2 separate regions of the Mus musculus genome follow, and region 2 is linked to region 1. The links are chromatin contacts, called in public targeted proximity ligation maps. All regions are on one chromosome and are shown on one strand. The core of a region is the stretch at or near the end of the contact, and the rest is flanking DNA. Distances in the headings are between cores, read along the strand shown. Region 1 has its middle 15 kb from the start of Scgb1a1. Region 2 has its middle 7.4 kb from the start of Gm36913.

Region 1 (5,211 bases), core at 37-2,536:
ACTTATCTGAAACCATGTGTTTTGGAGAAGATAATCCAAGATCTGACACACCCCATTCCATTGGGCCTTTGATGAAGCCAGGTGGCTGTTATAGAACTTGGGATTCATAGCCTGTCTGTGTCAGGTACAGCCACCGATCCCCAATAAGCCAATTGAAAGAGTCAAATTAAAAGTGGAAAGCAGAGAATGGCGATCATTCCATGTGGCCACACTGGGAAGGACAGAGAGATCCAGCCACCTCTGCTTCCAACCCTATCTTCAGAGTCTAAAAGTGAGATCAAAGTTTAGATAGAGGGCCAAAGACAAGCACAGCTAAGCAGTTCCTGTCAAGTTGTGAGCCCGCCCACCAAGAACCCATCTTTATTTGGGTTTTAGTCTCTTCCTGACAAGCTGTTAGGACTGAGTGAAATCTCTTTCTGGAAGACAAGCTCCGGCTCTGGCTGGTGGAACCTTTTCCTCTGCCCATCTAGAGAATTCCAGGAAATTCCCATTTCTTTGGAGCCCACTATTTCAGTAGTTTGAGAGTTAGATTGAGTGATACCTTAGAACAGCTTCATTTCTGCCAGGCCAGTTACAACTACAGGAGAATGAAGCAGAACAGTTCACCCCGTGGCCAGGAAGCAGAGAAAGAGGTAGTAGCTGAGGTCCCCCGATCTTTTCAAAGGGCACACCCCTAATAACCTCCCAATGGCACCCTGGGGAACAAGCCTTAAACACGTAAACCTTGTCTCAGGGAGCATTCAGCATCCAAACTGTAGCACTTCTCAGCGCTGGTTTATACTGAGGTCAGCAGCTTAAAATCTATTCACCCAAGCTGTAAGCACATTGCCGACACATCCATCCTGTGCCAGCAGCTCCTAGTCTCTCCCTTTTAAACACTGGCCACACATCCATCTTCTTCCTCTTTCATTCTTGTTCTTTCACTGCCATTTATCCACTACCTATAGAGCATTTACACACCCGTCTTTCAAGTCCTTCCACCTCCTCTGTCTCTCCTTCTCTAAACAGTGTCTTTCAACCTCAATGCCACTGAGTTCCTGGGCTGGATCACTCTCTGTTGGGCTAGATCACTCTGTTTTGAGCTAGAGCTATAGATAGAACGTACATACATTCTCCCTCCTCTTCTGTCAATCAAAAGGCCTGCGGGGAAAGTGAGGAAGTGTCTAGGAAGCAGGATCATCACTTTTTCAAACGTAAAGGGGCCTGAGATACGATCTAATACAACCCCCTCATTTTGCAGATGAGGAGACATCCTGGGAGGGGGAGGAAGAGGATGTGTCAGGGCCAAAAATGTGGGTGAACAACAGCCAGGCTAAACAGGAAGACGAAATTCCAGGCCTTGCAGCAGGATTTCCAGGCCCTTGCGGGAGGGGGGGGGGCAGGGATTGCTTTCCACAGCTTCTCTCTCTCTCCAAAACTTTCTCCCATTCCAGAAACCAGAGCGAGCAAGATCTGACAAGCCCCCAGCCCAAGAGTGCCAATGTCCATGCCTGCATCTCGGTGCCTGAGCTTCTTTTAGTGGACAAAGATGACCGCCGATCGCATCCAGAATATCTCATGATGACTCATACTGTGGTCACATCTCAGTGCAACCCTGTAATCATGACTAAAAGGATAGCCATGCCCTCTGACCACACCTGTCCCCACTGAAGACAATAGAGAACAAGAGATCCGGGAGGCAGCCTGGAATCAATGCCTGCACTGGCCTTTTCTCCACTAAGGGTTACAAGCCTGCCAGGGAAGCACGATACCACCTGAGTTACAGCTCCAGCTAAAAATCACTTTTAATTAAACTTAAAGGTTTTAAAAGTTAATCAGGAAAGTTGGGCATGGCAGGGCATACTGGTAACCATAGTACTTGGGAGGCCAAAGCAGGATGGTCACAGGTTCTGTACCAGCCTGGGATGCGTACTAAACAAATGGGCTGGCAAGATGGCCCAGCAGGTAAGGGCACTTGCCACCAAGCTTGACAACCTGTCATTGATCTTCAGAACTGACAAATGTAGGAGAGAAGTGAGTCCCAAAAGTTTTCCTCTAACTTCCACATGAGGGCAGTGACACATGAACACACACATACATGTATACATGAACAAATAAACAGAATAAATAATAAATAAATAAATAAATAAATAAATAAATAAATAAATAAATCTTCAATATAAACACCAGATAATATGAAACAAATGGTAAGAATATCACACTTCAGTGATATACATGTCAAAAATCCTGCTCACCTTCCCACGTCTATTATTATTATTATTATTTTCCCCCTTCCCTTCTCCATCTTGCTCCAGCCTCTCCCTCCCACCCCCTGCTCGCTCTGGCCCTGCTCACTCTAGCCCATAAGTTTTGTTTGTTTGTTTGTTTCTCATTATGGATGGTTGTGAGCCACCATGTGATTGCTGGGATTTGAACTCATGACCTCTGGAAGAGTTGTCAGTGCTCTTAACCGCTGAGCCATCTCACCAGCCCTCTTTTACTATTTTATCTAATTTTTTGAGACATGGCCTTGTGCTAGGGAAATGGCTCAGCCATTAAAGTCTAGGCTCACAACCAAAAATATAAGAGACATGGTCTTACTGGGTAGCCTCAAGTATCCTTAGAATTCACTATATAACACTATCTAACATTGAATTCATGAATGAGCCTTCTGCTTAAGCCTCCTGTATAACATAAGCTATACATCTAAATATTGTCACATTGTCATATCTTTTACTTTAAAAAAATGTGTGTGTGTGTGTGTGTGTAAGCTAGAAGAATACACTGGCCAGGCAGTGGTGGCGCACACCTTTAATCCCAGCACTTGGGAGGCAGAGGCAGGCAGATTTCTGAGTTCAAGGCCAGCCTGGTCTACAGAATGAGTTCCCAGACAGCCAGGGCTATACAGAGAAACCCCATCTCAAAAAAACAAAGCAAAAACAAAACAAAACAAAAAAAGAGTACACTGGATCCCCTGGAGCTAGAGTTCCAAGTAGTTGTGATTCATCTCATGTGGATGCTGAGACTCAGGGTCCCCTGGAAGAGCAGCCAGAATTCTTAACCACTGAGAAATCTGTCCAGGTCCCCTCCTCTGAATGTTGTTGTATCTTAAAAATGACTATCCTGTGCCCCACCGTGGCCTACATCACTCCTCACTCTGTCTTCCTGATCACCATCCTTACACGGTCTTTCTTGACAGACTCCCACAGACTGCAGACAGCATCACACACCCTCCAGCCCCTCTTGTTATTATACACATGACCCTATCATTTTTTGCAACCAATCTATTATCTGGTGATGAAAAGTGAACCCAGAAAGGCTGATAAATGTTCTAAACTCTACAACTAAAAGGCTAAGTGCAAAGAGAACAAGGAAAAAGGAAACTCCACCCCATTCCTTGGACACAGCCCTGGGCCTTCTGCCCCTAACTGGCCTTAAAGACCCTGGCTGTAGAAATGACAGACCCAGCCTAGGACCCTTCCAGGTCTGGTCCTTGAGCTGAAGCCGCCGGGCAATCTATGCCTGTTCTCAGGAGCCACCACTGCCCTGCCTCCAGAGCCATGGTGGCATAGAGTGTCCCTTAGTTTCCGGGCCAAGTCCTGCAGGGAGTCCAGTAACTCTGCAATCTCCTCCAGACACCGGGAGTCATCATAGGAACCCTGGTGGTTTAGGGAAAGTTTAAAATAACATTTATACATGAGAGGGAGTGGGGGCTAGTTCCATCAGCTATTCTCCACCTCAGTTGTCCCCAGTGACTCTCAACGGATGTCAGAGGCCATCTGTACAGCAAGCACTCTCCATTGTATGCTTTCGGGTGCCTGGCCCTCCCTTTGTCTGGGTAGGTGCCAGGAAAGCCAAGCCTAGCTGTTCAGGGCATTGTTCTGCCTCAGAAGAGGATCTTGAAAGCAGAAGGAAATTAGAAACAACCACACAATGAATACCAGATTCTCCTTTCTCCCTGCTCTGGTTGCCAAGAGGCTGAGCATGGCTAGCTGTCAGCACACCCCGCCTAGCACTTTTTGCCTTCCAGGATGTCTGCACAGCAAGAAGGGCTGGCCCCAATCACCTCAAGGGTTCTCATTTATCTCCACTGCCTCCCTTTCCTTTCTCCAGCTAGATGCTGACTCTCTGAGGGCAGAAACGCATCTAGTACTTCTTCTCCATTAATTAGAAAGTTCCCGTTACTCCGTGTTTGGTGACTATTTCCATGTGGACAGATGTGATGATACAAGAGCAATGGTCTAGGCACATTCCTAAACATTCCACTTCAGGGGCCCCTGCCATCGCGCCTGATACTGATAGTGATAGGCCTTTGCAGTATGAACATGCTGCTAAACTGCCTTCTAACTAAATACTTACATTTTTACCCATAGATTAGTGCTGCCCTCAACCCTGGCCAGAGAAGCTTCTCTCTACAGTGGGCAGCAGCCAAGGCAAAGACGCATAACAGTCAAAGAGCTGAGACTAAGTGAGTACTGAGTGTTCAGCCCTAAATAGGTCATCTCTGCTAACCCCTCCCCACAAGGCTCAGGGAACATATTGGAAGGGGGACGAAAGAACGTAAGAACTTGAAGTTGGAGAGAAGTGCTGTAAGTCACTGGCATCTAGATGGGACATGGCCGCTGCACCCGTGGACTCACTGCAGCTATAGCTGCCTGTGCAGGAACTGCACAAGATCAGTTCGCATTCCAACCAGCAGCACTAACTGCACTCTATAGGCCACAAAAAGAGAGAGAGGCAAAGCGGGAAAGGGGTACGTCTTGACCCCTGGGGGATTGATAGGGGGCAGTTGGAATGGATGCAAGCAAGATACATTGTTTACATGAAGGAATTCTTCCAAGAATAAGTGAAAGGTATTCTATTAAAAATAATAAGAACAAATAAACTCCCATGTCAGAGACCACAAAGCAGAGAGAGTCCGGGTGGACCAAGCCAGAGTCAGACACTATTGACTTGAGCAGTCTGTTGAGTCCTAACAAACCTGTTCAACATCAACCTGTCCCAGCAGCCCCACATGCATACACAGAGCCCTCCTTCGTTCCAAGCCCTACCCCAGGTGCCAGATGAAGAGGGTGGCCTAGAAGGAAGTGTCCCTTCTGAACTCACACCTACACAGCACAGAGAAACCACTGTGAGGACACAGGAGCTCACATTTCTCAGAGCAGTCTGCATGTTCCTTCTTGCTGAGAACTTTTTCTTCTAAAATGCCTTTTTTCCCTCCTGGATGGGCCG
Region 2 (5,316 bases), core at 1,944-4,443, 880 kb before region 1:
CAGACACTGTTTCAGAAAAACAAGGCGAGTGTGGCTGGGGAGAGGGGAAGCTGCAGAAGAAATGGTTTAGCAGTTAAGCACACTTGCTACACATGCAGGCCTGGGATTTGCTTCCTTGCAGCCCTATGAAGGCTCACAACCTCCTGCAACCCCAGTTACAGGGGACCAATGCCCTCTCTGGCCTTCCCTCATGGCACCTTCCCCTCCCACCCCTAATAAAATAATAAAATAAATATGAAAAAAAAAAAAGATGGACAGCACCTGAGGAATGGCACCCAAGGTTGTCCTCTGGCTTCCACCATGTGTGAGCACACAGAGGTAATCATGGTGCCATCGGCTCTCAGGGCTGGGTGCTGCCATCACCCCGTCCCTGGGAGCATGTCTTGTCTCTTAGGTATGTGTATAGGAAAGAGTGACCCAGGTTGTCTGGCCTTCTCGGGTTGTCCCCATGTTGGCCTCATCTGGGTCACCACTCCCCAGGGCCCTTATCTCACTCCCCTGGAGTGAGGAAGATGTGGTTTGGCAGGGGGAGTAAAGCTTTGAGGAGGAGATGGCCTTGCTTTCTATCAGCCTTGTTCTTCCCAGAACTTAGGCAGGTTGGGAGACATTCCACCATCTCTGTCCACTCACACCTTCACCAGCAAGGAGCTGATTGCTCCCCAGAGGCAGTTGGAGCATCCCACTCCCAACAGAGGTGTTTCTGGAGCAGCAGAATCCACACATGCTACTCTCCTTCATTTCATCAAAGACTCCAGCTTCCAGCCAATGACAAATCCATTGCAAATGAGGATGCAATGGTTGCTAATAGGGATGAGAGTGGGACAGTGTTAGTGATTCCCACTGTCTCCTTGGTAACTCCCCTCCCCAGAGATGCCTTTGCTTCTGCTGCCTCTGTGCTCCCAGTCTATAGTCCTTACTGATGCTGGTCACATCTTCGTTTTCCAACTTCCTTTCCCCTCTCCTGGTGGGGAGACTGCATCTTTTTATGTGCTAAGAAGCCAAAGATCACTCCTAGCTCTCTCTTTAGGCCCCTAACAGGGAGCTGGGTACACATAAGGTGACTCAGAGTAGACACCATGGACTCAGAGGACACTAAGCTTGGGAGGCCACTTCTCAGAGCTGGTGGAAGATATCAGGGTTGAGACAGAACTTAAAATGCCTCTGGAAACCTTCGTGTTTTCAAGTTACCATTGTTCCAAATAACAACGGTGCTGGGCACGATGGTATACAGCTTTAATCCAGAAGCAGGCTGAACTCTATGAGTCCCAGGCCAGCCTGGTCTTCATAGTGAGTCCCAGAACAGCCAGGACTACATAGAGAGACCCTGTATCAAAAACCCAACACTCAAAAGAATTACAATTAGGCAATACATTCTGTCTGTCTATCTATCTACTTGCTTATTTTGTTTCTTTGAGACAGGTTTCACCGTGTAGCCCTGGCTGTCCTGGAACTCATTTTGTAGATCAGGCTGGCCTCAAACTCAGAGATATGCTTACCTTTGCCTCTTGAGTGGATTAAGGGTGTGTGCCACCGTGCCAGGCCTCATTTTGGTTTCTTGAGACAAGGTTTTTTTTCTGTGTAGTCCTGGCTGGTCTGGAACTCTCTGTAGACCAGGTTGGTCTCAAATTTAGGGATCCACCTGCCTTTGCCTCCCAAGTGCAGGGATTATGTGCTAGGCACATAAGTTCTAACTCACCTGATTTAGAAATCCAGGGGAAATTCTGGGGCTGTAGGAAGGGAAAGAAAGGAACACCATTCCAGTCTGTTTCACTCCTTTCAACATCTGAGAAGCAGACATCCCAGCACAGCATCTGCTGTGAAAGTTGTGGCCACAAAGATGCATCTCTTTCACATACAGATTTTCTATGCTATAATAGCAGTAAACTAGATTTGTGGCCTTAGCTAGAGCCCCTCTCTTTCCCTGGACATAGTCTTATGTTTACAGTGAAGACATTTTGTCTTCCTGTATCTGGGATCTAGAATGTTACCTTATCCATTGGAACCTTATCTGTGCACCTCAGGACCACCCTGTGGGTTCATTTGGTTTTCTTAGAAACCCTTTCAAGAGAAGACATTTAGAACCAACCTAAATGCTATACGTGGCTATTGTAAAGACAGCAGGCTGTGTCTCTTAGATAAGCCACCCTGTGCTCTCTGCTGTGTCTTCTCTAGCTTTTCTCATTTTCTTTTAACACTTGTGTATTTAAAACATATTTTTAAAAAAATCTCTCTCCAGGCAGTGGTGGAACAATGAGTACCTTTAATCCCAGTATTAGGGAGGCAGAGGTAGACAGATCTCTGAGTTTAAGGCCAGCATGGACTACAGAGACCAGGACAGCCAGAGCTTCACAGAGAAACCCTCTTTCAAAACACACACACACACACACACACACACACACACACACACACACACCTCTTTTAATAAACCTGAACCGTCCTTTACAGTGTCTAGTTCTGAAATTCTTTTCTGCTGTGAAGCTAGGAATCTCGAGTTTGCCAGAGTGGTGTTCTCTGAGAAGAGCCCTGGGGTTGCTGCTGGTGACAGACTGCCCAGGAGAGGGAGGGAAGGCTACACATTACAGCAGCCCGAGGCCAAGTGAGTGGGGTTTCCAGAAGAAGCAAAACTTCAACTTCCTCACCAGCAGGGACACACAGACCAGGTAGGCAGAGCAGTAGTCATCTCTGCCTGCACTTCACAAGCTCCAGCTCTCCAGCCTCTGAGAGACCCATCCGCTCCCTCTTCTCTTCTCTCTGAGGTAGCTGTTAGCTACCTTAGGAGTCATCCCAGCGATGCCCAGGCGTGGACAGAAGGGTGTGGGGGCTAGGGTAGTTGTAGAATAAAGGAAAGGAGAAAAGAAACAGACAGAAAAAATTTCCCGGCAGAACTGTGGCCTTTGCTGTCTTGCTGTTCTCTGTTAGTATTGAGCAATAGCCCTGAATCAGGGCCAAGGCCGGTGCTCAACAGTGCCTCCAAACGAATCTGCTGGAAGAAGACTGTGTTTTTTCAGTGTTTTTCAGGCCCCTAAAAGGGCCTCCCTCTCTGCCCATCTCCCCCTCCCTCTCAAATTCTTCCCGCCCACAGGACCCAGCTCTTTCTGTCCCATGATGGGTGTAGAGGAAGTGGGATAGCTGCCTGCCAGCACTCCTCCCAGGCAGCTGGCTGCCCACTGTGGGTCATAGTGTACGGAAAGATCCCAGGGCAATGGTTCAGACACCAAATGGCAGCCCCGGGGCAGAGGGTTTTGCTCTTGCCTAAACCATACAGTGCTGCGCAGAGATTTTGTTTTTAGGATGGCTTATTGGTCTCTGACAAGAAGATATGGGGCTGCTAGCCCCTTTGGGGATAGTAACTTCCAGATAATTTTCAAGAGTCAGTTTTTAGGGGTGGGGAGATGGCTGAGTCAGTATGTACTTGCCGTGCTAGCATGAGGAGCTGAGTTAGATTAAGATCTCACATAAAAAGCTGGGTGTGGTAGCACATGTCACCCTAGAGACAGGAGGATCACTAGGACTTTCTGGGCAGCCAGCCTAGTTAGTTGGTATGATCCAGGTTCAGCAAGAGATGCAGTCTCAAAAATAAAACAAGTAAGGTGGAGGGCTGGGCATAATGACACCTATCTTTAATTTTAATTCTAGCATTTGAGTGGCAGAGGTAGAGAGTCCCAGGCCAATCATACACATACTAACATGCAAACACACTTACCCACCCCACAGACACATTTACGTTTAATGTTTATTTGACTTGGACAGTTGGTTGAATGAGCAGCCATTTGCACTATGGGCATAACTACTTTTTTCAAAGAGGTGGTCTGGGCAGAAGGATCCTAAGTTTGAGGCCAGAGTGGGTTGCATAAGTGGTTCAAGGCCAGCCTAAACTACCTAGTGAGATCTTACCTCAAAGCAAACAAAAACAAAGAACCCTCAACGAGCTAGAGAAAGTACCCAAGGAGCTAAAGGGATCTGCAACCCTATAGGTGGAACAACATTATGAACTAACCAGTACCCCGGAGCTCTTGACTCTAGCTGCATATGTATCAAAAGATGGCCTAGTCAGCCATCACTGGAAAGAGAGGCCCATCGGACTTGCAAACTTTATATGCCCCAGAACAGGGGAACGCCAGGGCCAAAAAGGGGGAGTGGGTGGGTAGGGGAGTGGGGGTGGGTGGGTATGGGGGACTTTTGGTATAGCATTGGAAATGTAAATGAGCTAAATACCTAATAAAAAATGGAAAAAAAAAACCCTCAACAATGAAAACTCAATCGAAAAATGAGCATAGGGCTTGAACACAGACCTCTCAAGACTCTAGAGTCTGGAGAACACGCATAAACTATCAGCTCTATTTTTTAACCTTTCTTGTTGCTATGGCAAAAGCAACCTGAGAAAAGGACAGTTACTCAGCTTGTGGTTTAAGAGGCCATAGACTGTCATGAGGGGCATAACAGACTTCACATGCAGCTGGGACCCCACACCTCTGGGCCATGCAGACAGCAAGACATGTTGACTCTTGACGCTTCATCTCCCCTCCTGTTCAGACCAGGCCCCTAGTCTAAGGACAGAACTGTGACACCTTCCACCTGTTCACACTATCCTCACCCAGGTGACTTCTGTCTCCGCTGATGGCAACCTCCAGGGACTGCTAGTGAGAAGTGTTTTGTTGAGTCCTGATTCCCAGAGATAGAAAACAGGAAACTGATGATGCAACCCACCAGATTACACATTAGAGTCCTGGACCACCTCTCAAAGGGTAGCAGGAAGTTACAGAGTAAACGCTGTCTGGGGAAAACAAATGTCTATTCATCCCAAAACGGGCTCCAACAAAGACCAAAGAAGCTATTCCACCAGTCCTGGTTAATTTTTGTCCCCTTGGCACAGCTTGAATCATCCGGATAGAGGGAACCTCAGTTGAGAAAATGGCTCTATCCCACTGTCCTGAAGGCAAGCTTGTGGGGCATTCTCTTGATTTATGATTGATGTGAGAGAACCCGGCCCACTGTGGGTGGTATCATCCCTGGACAGGTGGTCCTTGGTTCTATAAAAAAATCAGGCTGAGCAAACCGTTGGGAGCTAGCCAATAGCAGTGTTTCTCTACTGTCTTTGTTTCAGTTCCTGCTTTCAGGTTCCTGCCTTGAGTTCAGACTCTGACTTCCTTCCTGATGACGTGGGAGTCAAATAAAAGTCTGTCCTCCCTAAGTTTCTTTTGGTCATGGAGTTTCTTTGCAGCAATAATAGCTTAAGACACTACTCAAGCCCAGCTTTGTGAGTCAGTGAGTTTAGTAAAGGTTAATTGCAGGATTATGAGTGAGGGGTTACTTTAC

What was found.
Region 2: a contact with region 1 is called in a targeted proximity ligation map of bone marrow-derived macrophages, with 8 times the contacts expected there. A contact is called at or near these places in 4 of 130 datasets of targeted methods (bone marrow-derived dendritic cells, bone marrow-derived macrophages, extraembryonic endoderm stem cells and 1 more).

What each region holds. Positions count from the first base shown.
Region 1 is chr19:9,070,301-9,075,511 of GRCm38.p6, reverse strand. It overlaps a transcript of Ahnak not described here. Among named protein-coding and RNA genes, the nearest start is that of Scgb1a1, 15 kb to the left of the region's middle.
Region 2 is chr19:9,952,373-9,957,688 of GRCm38.p6, reverse strand. No RefSeq gene overlaps it. Among named protein-coding and RNA genes, the nearest start is that of Gm36913, 7.4 kb to the right of the region's middle.